2 separate regions of the Pan troglodytes genome follow, and region 2 is linked to region 1. The links are chromatin contacts, called in public Hi-C maps. All regions are on one chromosome and are shown on one strand. Each heading gives the region's core, a stretch centred on a gene start, on an enhancer-like site or on the middle of the called end of the contact. The rest is flanking DNA. Distances are from core to core; before and after follow the strand shown. Region 1 holds the start of ZNF644 (zinc finger protein 644). Region 2 holds the start of BARHL2 (BarH like homeobox 2).

Region 1 (6,813 bases), core at 2,506-5,005:
TACTTTTATTTATTTATTTATTTATTTATTTATTTATTTTTGAGACGCAGTCTTGCTCTGTCACCCAGGCTGGAGTACAGTGGCGCGATCTCGGCTCACTGCAAGCTCCGCCTCCCGGGTTCACGCCATTCTCCTGCCTCAGCCTCCCAAGTAGCTGGGACTACAGGCGTCCGCCACCACGCCCGGCTAATTTCTTGTATTTTTAGTAGAGACAGGGTTTCACCGTGTTAGCCAGGGTGGTCTCGATCTCCTGACCTCGTGATCTGCCCGCCTCGGCCTCCCAAAGTGCTGGGATTACAGGCATGAGCCACCGTGCCCGGCCACTTTATGTTTTTTATCAGGTAATTCCATTCACTGATAATCTGGTAATCACTAATAGATTCATACACTGTGTTAATATGGTCAGATTTTAACATATTAACAGTAGCCACATTATTAAAAAGTCAAAAAATAACATGCTGGTGAGGTTGCAGAGAAAAGAGAACACTAATATGCTGTTGGGAGTGTAAATTGGTTCAACTGTTGTGAAAAGCAGTGTGGCAATTTCTCAAAGAGTTGAAAACAGAACTACCATTTAACCCAGCAATCCTATTACTAGGTATATACCCAAAGGAATATAAATCATTCTACCATAAAGACACATTCATGTGTATGCTCACTGAAGTATCCCTCACAATAGCCAAGACTTGGAATTAACCTAAATGCCCATTAGTGGTAGACTGGATAAAGAAAATGTGGTATATATATACCATGGAATACTATGCAGCCATAAAAAGAATGAGATCATGTCCTTTGCAGGAACTTGGATGGAGCTGGAGGCCATTATTCTTAGCAAACTAATTCAGGAATAGAAAACCAAAGGCTGCATGTTCTCACTTATAAGTGGGAGCAAAATGATGAGAACACAGGGACACAAGGGAGGGAACAACACACACTAGGGCCCACCTGAGGGTGGATGGTGGGAGGAGGGAGAGGATCAGAAAAAAATAACTACTGGGTACTAGGCTAAGTACCTGAGTCATGAGATAATCTGTGCAAAACCCCAGTGACATGAGTTTACCTATATAGCAAACCTGCATATGTACTCCTGAACCTAAAATAAAAGTTTAAAAACAACAACAGCAACAAAAACCAGTAGCAGCATCTTGCTTTTTATTTCTTTAAAACATTTACCAGGTGTATTCATTGGAGCATCATTTTATTCACAATGTGTTATGAATTTTCTCCCAAACTGTTTTCCACATCTTGACTTTCATTCTCAACTGTGATTTCCTTAAATATTTTGGCACTGAGCCACATAACTTGTCTTTGGATTTTTTCAGTTGCCTGTATGTTTTTTTCTGTCCATAAGTTTATTGTCTTTATCTGAAAAATCCTCATAGAAAATTGTTTGGTTTAGCTCTCAGCAGCCTGCTCCTGAGCTCTGAGGAAGCTTGCCTTCTTTTGAGCTACCCAATCTTTCTTCTGAGCAAGGGACATTTTGGGTCGGTTCCACTTTTCTTTTTAACTTCTTTCTTGGGCTTCTTTTCACAGACTGGACTCTCTCGTATAGCAGCATGAGCTTTCTTACACATCTCTTCCATCATGTCTGGAGTTACACTGTTCTTCATGTATTGAGAGAACTGTTTCTTGTAATCATCTTCATCTTCTTCCATTAAGTAGCACATATAATCTGCAACATTGTGGCCCATGATGTGCTTCCTGTGTACTTCTGCATTAAATTTCTTGCTTTCAGAATCATAACCAGGGAATCATTTAGTACTGTGAGGGACAGACAAGCCTCCATGCACAGCTCCCTTCAGAGTGCCAAAAACTTTACTGCCAGTAGTAGTTCTGGCAAGGCCTGCATCCTAATTGCAGGTAAAGGCACCTGGCTGACCATCAATGCTTACCACATTGTAGTCATCGCCAGTTGCCTCCACTTGGCTTTCATAGATCTTGTCCATGTCAAACCTATTGAGAAGTCTGCGGTCCAGCCCCAGGTCAGTACAATACGCTGCAGCATAATTTGTCAGGTCAACCTTCACACCATATTTTGGCAGTTCGTGTACATATGCTGTGCAGACTATTATATCCCCCTCTATACATGCATAAGCAATCTGACAAATGATATCTCTGTTCCACGAACTATCATCCTGTATTTGGGTGTGTTGTATTCATTTTTATCCTGTATCACCAAGTGTTTCTGAGCATAGTAATCAGTTTTACCCTCTCGTCGTCTTCTAAATTTCACTTGATATCTCTTAAAGTAGGCCTTATTCTTAATAACTTTTACAAACCCCATCCTGCAGAACAGAGACCCACATCTGCGGCTAGACAGAGAACTCACATGTATTTTTTTTTCTTTTCGCATTACCTTATTCAAGCTGTCTGTCATTATATTTTCTGCCATTCATAGAAGCTTTTGAGATCCATTTTGTACAGCGTTTCATCAACTATTACTACTTCTACTATTATAATTACTATGATTACTTTTACTGCTATTATGACTTCCACAGTATTACACTTCAGTTGCTGAGTTCTAGTGTAAAAAACAGCTTCATTAGTGAGACAAGTTCCTGATCATGGCTGAGTTCTGAATGATTCTATTTGCTTGTGTGATTTGTCTGCACATTAGTCAGTGGTATACATTAATAACAGTTATTTTCTTAGTAACTGCTTTTACAGTGATATAATGTAAGAATTTCCATAGTGCATAATATTTTGTAGTAAGTCCAATAGTAAACTGAGAATGTCCAATTTTAATGGATTCTGCAAACGAAATGATCCAAAGGGCACCCCTCCCCCATTGACTGCAAATATATACGTATTTATATTTTATTGTTTACACATTTGTGTAAATGAAGACAGGAGATTTGCATTTTAAAGAGCCCAAAGAACTGTATGACTTCGAGAAAATCACCTTACTTCTCTTTGTCTCATTGGGTTACAATGAAATCGAGCAAGTTAGAACAATGCCTGGTACACAGTAAGCACTCAAAAGTGTTAGCTATTAAGTAATGAAGCAATTAATGTGTTTAGTCAAATATTTGTTGTTTGGAATCTACGTTTGCTGTTGCTGAAGGCATCATTCTATAGGAAAAAGAATGTTTCTCATTCTTGTCAAATAAATGCAGTTATGGTATATTCTTCCGAATGTCAATAACATCTTGAGGGTTTGACAGTAATGACAGCTGTACAACTAAGGAAAACTTTTTTATTTTTAAATTTTTAAATGAGTAAACAGAGGTTCAGAGAAGCCAAATAATTAAGGCGGGACCAGTAGATTTCTCAAGAACTCTTGGTTAATCTTAAACATGTTAGCAGTTTCTCGTTGGCTCAGTCGAAAACCAAAAGAATAGCCCACTCAGTGTTTCTCTGCCCCCAGGATCCTGTGGTGAAGTCTTGTTAAAAATGAAAATTTCCAGAACCCTCTCGGGACTGATTCTCTGAAGGGTTAACCAGCATCTCACATGCTTCTTATATAACTTTAATTCGTAGAACCACGACACTTTCAGTAATGCAGGGAGAGAGTATCCTCAGAGAGTCAAACTGGAGCAAACCTCGGCCACCTTTCAGGGCAGGCTGTCCGGGTAACTGAGATGTCACACTTGATGCTTTGCCTGGCCATCAAGCAACTCCCAACAATCTGCCCCCTTAAGATCCTAAAACCTTCCCTCTGCCATTACTCCACAGTTGTGATTGGCAAATATTGCTGTTTTCCTCAACAAGAGGAAAATAACAGAGATTTTTGCACGCTCGTGATCGTGGAACTCAAACCTGGGCCTGTTCCACCTTAAAGGGCCTAGGCATGCCTAGTGCTTGGGTCTTGCAGAGTTTGGGCACCACCATATTTGGAGCGTGCCTACTTTGGGGCGGGAACCTCCTTGGGAGTGATTAGGTCAGCGCTGGGGGAGGTGACCTTGTTTGGTTTCTGGCACCCGAGAACAGTGGTGCACTGTTTCCGCTGCCCCCGTTTGTCTAATTGGCCCAGACGCTCCACCAGCGCGAAGCTTCCCGGGAGCTCCTCGCTGGCCACCCCCGCGGCCCGCAGCCCGGCAGAGGCGGGAAAGCAGCGCGCCTGCGCCGTGGGAACCGGGGCTGGAGGCGAAAAGCGGGGAGCGGAGGGGGGCCGCTGGAGCCGAGTAGCGTACAGAGCGGCGTGTGACGCGGGGACGCCGCGCGCTCCCAACGTCGCCCCGGTTTGACGCACACGGCACCAAACTGTGAGTTTCAGGGGTTATTTGGTCAGATTCGCTGGGACCCGAGTGGGTTTCGGGCCTCTGGGCTGTGGCAGCGGCGGGACTGAGGGTGGCGGAAGAACTTGGGGGACCCGGCCTCCGGCTCTCGGGCCCGGGGAGCTACGCCCTAGGCTGGGTCCCAGCCATCCAAAAGGACGCATTTTGCCGCACAGGCTAAGATGGCGGCGGCGGCCGAGGAGGCGGAGTTGGTGCTACACAAGGAGCCCGGGCCCCGGGTTCGGGGAGGCGGCGGCCGCGGCGGTCGCTGGGGGCCACGGAGCCTGAGGTGAGCGGCGGCCGCCGCCGCGGGGCGGGACTCGGCGGGGGGATGGGGGGGGGGGCTTTCCGCTGCGGCGTCGGAGGATCCGGTAGCGGACACAAAGGGGCTGAGCTGGGCACTAGACTTGGGGGTTTTGTTTAGTCACATGAAGTCGAGCAGCCAGTGAGCAGTAGGGGGAAGGGGCCGAGATCAGGCGGCTTGGGGAGCCTGGCGGTCGCCATTGCAATGCACTGAGTAACGGGGCGGGCCGAGAGCAGTCACCAACCCCTCTCGTTGAGGCTGCTCGGTTGTGGCCAGAAACGCTGGCTCTGGCATTAACTGTCTACACCCCTCCCCTTATTTGGGACAGGACCGCATAGCCCTCTCCTCCCCCCGTCCTGCAAGATCTTATGCGGCTAGGTGCCTGGGAAGTAACAGCAAGAGGTAAATCGCTCGAAGTGTTTGGGTTGCCAGGGGCTTGGTGGGTGTCCAGCTAAAGCTTTTTGCCTCTCCAGGTCTGATTCTCTGGCCTTTGTGTCCCTGGGAAGTTACTCTGCCAGAGGAAAGCAGGTGTGCTCCACTTCTCCCGTGAACCTGAAGATGAGTTGTCCCAGACTCTTCTCAGTGATTGGAAACTTAGGTGGTGGAGCTAAAGGTTACTTGTTACGAGACTTCTACAGACAACTCTTGTTGGGATCCATCTATGGTTTAGCAACATTAGTGGAAAAGTTTTCTTGAATATTGACTTTGAATATAAAAACGTTTATATTTAGACTACAGATTTTGTGTGATCATCAAACTCAACGAGGGGATAAACATAATTGGGGGCGAATGATGGTTTTGTCTTGTTAATAATTTCAACAGAAGTATCACAACACCGCCGACTATCCTGTCCAGTCCTGACTAATTCCACGCTTGTTGCATCTGGATGGTAGATTTGTTTTAATTGTGTATTCCCTCCCTGCAGTAGTTTGCTTTAGTTGTAAACATTTTTTGGTCCCATGAGAAGGAAAACATTTCAAAAAATAGACAACTAAAGTTTCTCAAAGAAAGGAAACCTGGCTGTTTGCCTTCAGTGGCATGTGTAAGTATCTAGGGAACTTGATGGCAGTAATCTTGCATTTTGGTAGGCTTGCTAAGGAAAACCTTGTTTTTATAATAAGGCTGTAATCTAGCCTAGACATTTTAATTGGTGAAGCATAAAGCTTGATTAGTATTAATGCAGTGGTATGTATTGCTTTTAAAAGTCTTACAATTTCTAACAAATTAAAGTTATACTGCAATTATATCATACTTTGTGTTGGTATTAACTCATGAAGTACAAAATTTTGAAACACCTAATGTTTTGTGTTGGCAATTAACAGAATTCCTTGGTTGGAGGGATATTTAAACACATTAGATCACTGTGTAGATCTCTGTGTTCAAACTGAAATTTGAATTTTTCAACATTAGTTAACTTTCATTTCCTTGTTCTTTTCAGATATATATTTTCTCTTTTTTTAGCTTCTAATACAGAACAGTCTTGTATTAATGAATAGGAAATGCATTAACATTAGCAAATGTATTCCTGGATCATAAAGTTTTACAGTGGAAGAAATATCAAAGAACAACTGCTCTTACCCTCCTCTTTTACAATATATTGAGGACCAGAGATGATTAAGTTAGTGGCATAATGGAAAATTGCCTTTCAGCCTCTACCCATTGCTGTTTGTATTTGTCATATTGCTGGGATGAGAAGGTGAATATCTACAACTAATGGTTAAAAAAACAAGGGAATGTTATTGAGAATACTTGTTAATTAAATATTGTTAGGTTCATGAGAACTTCTGTGACAATAAGTTAAAAACTTTCATATTGGCCTGGCACGGTGGCTCACGCCTGTAATCCCAGCACTTTGGGAGGCTGAGGCGAGCAGATCACGAGGTTAAGAGATCGAGACCATCCTGGCTAACATGGTGAAACCCCGTCTCTACTAAAAATGTAAAAATTTCCTGGGCGTGGTGGTGCCTATAGTCCCAGCTACTCGGGAGGCTGAGGCAGGAGAATCACTTGAACCCGGAAGGCAGAGGTTGCAGTGAGCTGAGATCGTGCCACTGCACTCCAGTCTGGTGACCCAGCGAGACTACATCTCAAAACAAAAAAACAAAAAAACTTTCATATTCTGTGGTAACTTGGTTTTTAAAGTGACTTTCAGTGAAACAAAATCAGGTACAAAATACAGAAATATCAGATAGTTTCAGAGCAATGTTGCTTTTGAATTTTAAGGTTTTCCAAATGCAGTCTTGACCCAGAAATTGAAAAATTAAAAAACAACAACCAGGGACTTGATAAATT
Region 2 (6,510 bases), core at 1,936-4,435, 310 kb after region 1:
CAATAACTGCTTTCTAGGCCAAATTCCAAAATCTTCCAAAAATTACACAAGTTTCTTTTTTTCTCTTCCCCTTCTCCTTCTTCTAAGGAAATGAGGGCCTGAAAGTGAATGAGTTTGATATTTAAACTCATGTCAGTTTAGAGACTCTATTTATTCGTATTTTAAATCCAGTGGGAAAATCTAAGATTAAATCCAGTTAAAGCATTTTCTTTCGTTTAGAAATATGATATATCTGCACCCTATTGTGTTTCTGAATTGTGATTTTTAAAAATGAAAAGTGAATTATGTTTGCCAGAAAATGCATGACTTCTTGGATGTATACATTATATACTTTCAGAAAAAAAATGCGAGAGAGGAATGTGTCTGGAGAAAAAAGAACTGAGAAAAGTTAAACAAAACTCCAGCTCTGAAAAAAAATTTTTCATTAAGTTTGCAATTTGGTCTTCAAGTCCATTTTGTGAATCTTCAGGCCACTACTAACATAGCAGCCTTGATAAAAGTCAAGGTCGTGTTTTCCCCTTACCATTATTGCTCCTGGAAGCTGATCTAACACCCACCCAGATAACTCTTCTATGATATTAACCTTTTCTTAAGAAAATATGATCTGAGACATTCACAAAGTGGGGCCTACTGGGTTCCCTTTTGCTTTGCTTTAGAGTTGTCACAAAACACGCTCTCCCCTGCCCCCAACACTTCCACTTTTCTCTCTCCTTTTCTTTATAGATTTCATTTTTTTTGTAGGGTCATATCTCCATCGTCTCCCCTGCCAATGCTGTGAATTATTCCAAGCAAAAAGACCCTGTCGAACCGCCCAACACAAGCTGTGCGATCAGCCTTTTGAGCTCTTGAGTCATTTTAGGCGTCGGAACAAAACAAAAACAGGCTTAAATGAATTATTTATCAAGGTCGAGAATAATTGATTTGTGCAGTGCCGTCAGTTCTGGATTTTAAATTTGTTTTCTCCCCCTCCCTACTTCCCACCCTGAATATGCAGCGAGGGGAGTTCGAGTTGGAACCCCCCAGGGCTAGGAGAAAACGCACCATATTCGGGAAGTTGGTGGATGATGATGTTGGAATGGGAAGAACCCTGATCGATATTTGAAGAGGGTAGAGTAGGTAGGGTCCGCCTGCAGTCTCGGGCAGCCCTAGAGCCCTTCCTGTCCTCCCCACAGCGGTCAACTGTGACAGAGGCGCAGGATATTTAGGCTGCGAAGCTGTGCAGCGCCGGGCCCTGCGGCCTCGGATAAGCCACCTCCACAAGTCTACCGTCTGTGGTTCGGTAACCGCGGCCGAAGGCCGAGGCCGAGGCCGAGCCCGCGAGCTCTCCGGAGGGTCTCCCGGGCCAGCACTCAGTTCCCGCGCCAAAGGCATTTGATCCAACCCCGCTCCAGCCTACAGTGGCCCGACCCCACCCGGCAGGGCCCAGTCACCCGTTCCCGAGGGCCTCCCCGCACCCCTCTGGCCACTGTCGGCCCCTGCCGGGATGGAGCACGTCCGGAGTCCCCGCCTCGGCTCACCAACCCCGTCTTCTCCGCCAAACTCCCTTCGCCTTCCGAGAAGAGCGAGAGCTGCCCGGATTGTGCATCTCCTTGCCTCCGTTCCTTCAATCCCCGCTGTTCTCTCGGAACAGCCCTAGGAAAAATGCCACTGAGACGATGAGAAACAGCTCAACCCACCCTCCAAGTAGTGCTGTTTTTTTTTTTTTTTTTTCTTTTCTGGGTCAAACACACCGATTTCCCCAGGAAAACGCAGGCAGGATGAGTCGCCCAGCTACCCGCTTCCGGACCCATGGCTCACACAGAAGCAGTTCCGACCGAAAGGCAAGAGCTTGTCCCAGGAGGTCATTTGCCTCCCTGACACCCCTCCCTTCGTCCTCAACAGATAAAAGCTGTGGCCCAGAAAGTGACCTCCAGAACTGCAACTAAACTCCAGATTTCGGCCCAGCCTTTGGAGACATTAAAGGCCACTCGAACATCATTCCAGACCTAGCCACGGAAGCGATGCCCGCCTCGCAGATTCATAGGGTTCTTAAAATGGTAATTTGGAGTAAAATGTAACTCAAAGAACTTTGAATCATTCATTAGCACCTTATAATTACTCTGCTAATTAGGTTGACACGGCACTTAATCAGGAGTAATACGCCGTCTTGTCACTGGCACTTCCCATTACTCTGACATTCAACAAGAGACAGGTTGGAGACGTCCTAGAGAAAATAATGCAAGTTGATACACTCCAACGAGGCGTTACAGTCATGCTCCGGGTCCCAAGTGGATCCGCAGTGACTGTTTCCTTTCCAAATGAGCGCTCGCCGAAAGGGGCCGGGGGACAGAGGTGGACGGACAGGGGCGCGGGCTGCAGACCAGCCGCTATGGGTCCTGAGCCCCGCGCCCGCCCGACACTGCAGTGAACCGTGGCTGCCCTCGCCACCAGAGAACGCCTCGGGCATTAGCTCCCCCGTTCGGGAGAAAGCGTCTGGCCAGGCATTTTTTCCAGCTGGAGACCAGGCTGGCTCCCCAGCTTGGAGCCTCAGGCCTCGTCCTCCCCGAGAGTGCCTGGTGGACGCGGACCCGGCTGTGTCCCTCTCAGGGATCCGCCGCCCGCCGGGCCGAGCCCGAGCGCCTGGGTTCGTCGGGCGAGAAATCAGAGCCCAGAGCCGACCCGCCCGCTTATGCAAGGCTCCGGCGCCTGAAGTGACACACTTTTCTGTGGATTCCTTCAGGGATCTCCTTCCTCCGCTCTTAATGTCTTCGGACTATTCCCGCGCGCGTTTGGGGAGGCTGCGAGGGCCGCCGCGCTGGAGCCTAAAGGTAAGTCCCTTCCCGTCCTCTTCTCTCTCTCTTCTGACTTAAGAAAACGGGCAAATCCTTGCTACTTTTTTTTTTTCTTTCTCCCCTTTGGTTCCCTTTCTCTGGTCTCCCTCTGATCTCTTCCCCCCTCTCCCTTTGCCTCGCACTCGTGATTGTGGACACCGGGACCACTGGACTCGGAGTTCGGCTCAGGGCTGCGGGCTCAGGGATGTGCGGGTTCTCAAAAGAGCAGCGGAGTCCGAGCCGAGTCCGCTGACGGGCTCGCGAGCGCTGCGCCTATTGGCTCCCGGCACGTCGGCGTCCCTCGCTCGCGCGGGCGCGGCCAATAGGGGCGCGGGGCCGGACGCGCGGCCTCTGTGGCGGGGGCGCGGGCCCGGCGCGGCGCGACACGGGGAGCGGCGGTAGTGGCCGTGACGTCACGGGAGGGGGTCGGCGCCGCCCGCGAGCAGCCGGATTACAAGCGAACGCGCCCGGCAGCGGCCGGAGTCGCCCGGTATCGCGTCTCCGCCGCTTCCTCCTTCTGTGCCTGCTCCTTCTCGTCGTCCTCCTCTTCCTCCTCCTCCTCGGGTTGCCGCAGCCGCTGCGGCAGTGTCTGCCCCGCAACTTTCCAAGAAAGTTCAGAAACTCGGCTACGGGGCTGCCGAGTGGCGCGCGGCTGCCACCTCGGGAGCCGCGGGGGAGTTCCGAGGGCGCGCGGCCGCCCGGGCTTCGCGGTCGCTGCACCTGCCGCGTCTGCCGCCGCCACCGCTGCCGCCCGGTGCCAGGCTGTGGGCAGACCCCGGCAGCGGCGGCGGCGGCGGCTTTGGCGTAGCTTCCCGCCGCCTGCGCCTTCGCCTTCGCCTGGGTCCTCCGCGCCGCCACCGCCGCTCCACGTGCGCAGTCGTTCCTGGAGCGCAAGTTCCGAGCTTTCTCAGAAATTTTTTTAACTCCCCCCGCCCCCCGCATCTTTTTTCTTTCCACCCCTACTTTTTGCATAAGAGAAAAAAAGTTGTGTCGAAAGTATCCACAGATTGCCACTTCCCAATTACCCTTCCTTCTCTCCCCGCCCCACTTTTTTTTTTTTTTAAGCAGCGGCAACATTGTTTGGTGTTTATTTTGTTTTACGATCGATAGCTTTCTTCGCTGGTTCGGGGCGGCTGCTGAACGGCGGAGTGGCGTGGACCTCATGTAGCAATGACAATGGAAGGGGCCAGCGGGTCGAGTTTTGGAATAGACACGATTTTGTCCAGTGCCAGTTCAGGCAGCCCAGGCATGATGAATGGAGATTTCCGCCCGCTCGGTGAGGCCAGGACCGCGGATTTTAGGAGTCAGGCCACCCCATCTCCCTGTTCGGAGATTGATACCGTAGGGACGGCGCCTTCTTCTCCTATCTCAGTCACCATGGAGCCCCCGGAGCCGCATCTGGTAGCAGACGCGACCCAGCATCATCACCACCTCCACCACAGCCAGCAGCCGCCGCCGCCGGCCGCGGCCCCGACGCAAAGTTTGCAGCCTTCGCCCCAACAGCAGCAGCCGCTGCCGCCACAGCAGCCGCCGCCGCCGCCCGCCCAGCAGCTGGGCTCGGCCGCCTCGGCCCCCAGGACTTCCACGTCTTCTTTTTTAATTAAGGACATCTTGGGCGACAGCAAACCTCTGGCGGCATGTGCACCCTACAGCACCAGCGTATCCTCTCCCCACCACACCCCGAAGCAGGAGAGCAACGCAGTGCACGAGAGCTTCAGGCCAAAGCTCGAGCAGGAGGACAGCAAAACCAAACTCGACAAGCGGGAGGATTCCCAGAGCGACATCAAATGCCACGGTGAGTCCCGCCACCCGGCGCTCTCGGCCGTCTAGCTTGTCCTCCTGGTTCCCAATCTCCCCTTCAGCCTTCAGCAGATCTCTGCTGGGGAGCGATTCCAGGAGCTTCTCGGGCGACTGGGCGACGATCAAAAGACTGCAAGCTGAAGGGAGGCCTGGGCGTGCGATGTGGGGACTCTTCGAAGTTCTGTTTATTGTTCTACCCCACAACCTTCACGGCCATCCAGCTCCTTCCTTTGTTTTATTTAATTTTAATCTACTGGGGGTTGAGGGGCGGCGGAGGGCATCCGACAGGAAATACTTTTCGTTGATAAAAGGGATGGACTTGGGGTTTTTCTAGCCTAGACTTTGGGAATGGGAATGGGGGGAGGTGGGAGAGAGAAACCACTTAGCTAGCGTGGGTGTGATCACAACCTGGTGTTTATTCTTTAGTACAAGTGATTTCACCCCCCCCACTTTATTTTCTTAACATCATCACAGGAATTATCGGTTTTAATGGAGGAAAAATTTCTGAGTTCATGAACAGAGCAACTTTAAAAAAATTAGATTGTGGTTAGTATAGGGAAGCCCGTAAAAATTTGTAATCAGTTTCTTAAAAGCACCCTTCTTACCCTGTGGCCTCAACTGAGTATCTGTATCCTACAAAGATTTTTGGCCCCTTACAAGTACTTAGGAGGTAGTATTTATAAAAATAAAATCTTATGAAATTGGATTAATCTCTTTTTTGTTAAAAAAAAATAAGATGACAATGGAAATTGTCCTTCAACTCCCTTTTCCCATTTTCTCCTCAGACAATTTCATAAGTAAATGTGGTAGTCTTTGCATGGCAAAAGTTTTAACATACCAGAGCTTTTTCTTCCTTTACAGACACATTGTTTATTATTATTGATCCTTGTTTTTCTGGTAAAGAAATGTACTGACTGGAAGGTAGGATGTTGGCTCCTCATTTTACTATTATAGCATTAGCATAATAGTGTCCAAAACAGATGTACAGTCTGGTCTGGCGATTTTTTGTGCACCAACCTCCCCAGTGGGTCAATTAGAGAGATTATTGTTCTTCCTGCAGGGAAGATCAAGGAGCACTGCACAAACGGGTACAAACAGGGAGGGATTGACATATCGATTTCCCAGCATTTCAGTAAAAAACCAAAGTTGACAAATAGAATCCGGAAATCTCCATGCTGTCACCTGGATGGGCTCAGTGATTTTGAGCTCAACTCGGTGTCTGGGTGACATATTCTTTGTGAAGCTTTAAAAGACCTGATGCAGGTGGCTTCAGAAAGCCTGATTCCAACATTTCCCAAGTGCATCTGAAAAAGTAAAACAAACACCTATAACTTTCAGAAAAGAGAAAAAAGTAAAATGAAAAAGATGCTGCCTCCTCAAAAAAAAAAAAAAAAAAAAAAAAGAGAGTAGAGGGACCCTTTGAAAAATCACCACATCAGTGAAACAAAGTCATACTGAAAACAATAAACAAAAGGGACAGCATCTCTCTCAGTCAAGGAAACAATAACAAAATAACCCTTTTCAAAAGTTTTATTTAAAAAAAATTTTACTTTTTAACTTCCAACCATGTGAAGATCAGACACCCTTTTAGACCCCCCTTTAGAACCTCTAAACAAGGTCCCATACTCTCCAGTCTGGAAACAATCCTCTTCCTCCACACTCAGGCTAAGGCGTGAGTGTGTGTGTGTGTGTTCTAGGGGTGGCAGAGTGCAGTCCCCCGAAGCCAGTAGTTGGCTTGGGAATGTGGAAGTGTATGCCAGGAGGACACTCAGTCCTTCCCCATTCCAGGCTAACTTACCACCGTGGCTGGGTTTCTATGGTAGGGACAAAGGAGGAAGGAGACCGGGAGATTACGAGTAGCCGTGAGAGTCCCCCTGTGAGAGCCAAGAAGCCTCGAAAA

Evidence for each region. A called contact is a pair of places that touch in the nucleus more often than the background predicts.
Region 2: a Hi-C map of stem cell-derived neural progenitor cells shows a contact between it and region 1, with 4 times the contacts expected there. The contact joins the promoter of BARHL2 here to the promoter of ZNF644 in region 1. A contact is called at or near these places in 2 of 7 Hi-C or Micro-C datasets (induced pluripotent stem cells and stem cell-derived neural progenitor cells) and 1 of 1 datasets of contacts at active chromatin or transcription factors (stem cell-derived excitatory neurons).

The regions. Positions count from the first base shown.
Region 1 is chr1:140,134,874-140,141,686 of NHGRI_mPanTro3-v2.0_pri, forward strand. ZNF644 (zinc finger protein 644) reads left to right here and starts at 3,756. Exons shown (of 5, transcript XM_016922333.4): 1 at 3,756-4,205; 2 at 4,850-4,923. It also overlaps the pseudogene LOC744449.
Region 2 is chr1:140,443,739-140,450,248 of NHGRI_mPanTro3-v2.0_pri, forward strand. BARHL2 (BarH like homeobox 2) reads left to right here and starts at 3,186. Exons shown (of 3, transcript XM_003949457.6): 1 at 3,186-4,605; 2 at 6,434-6,510. The coding sequence starts at 3,981.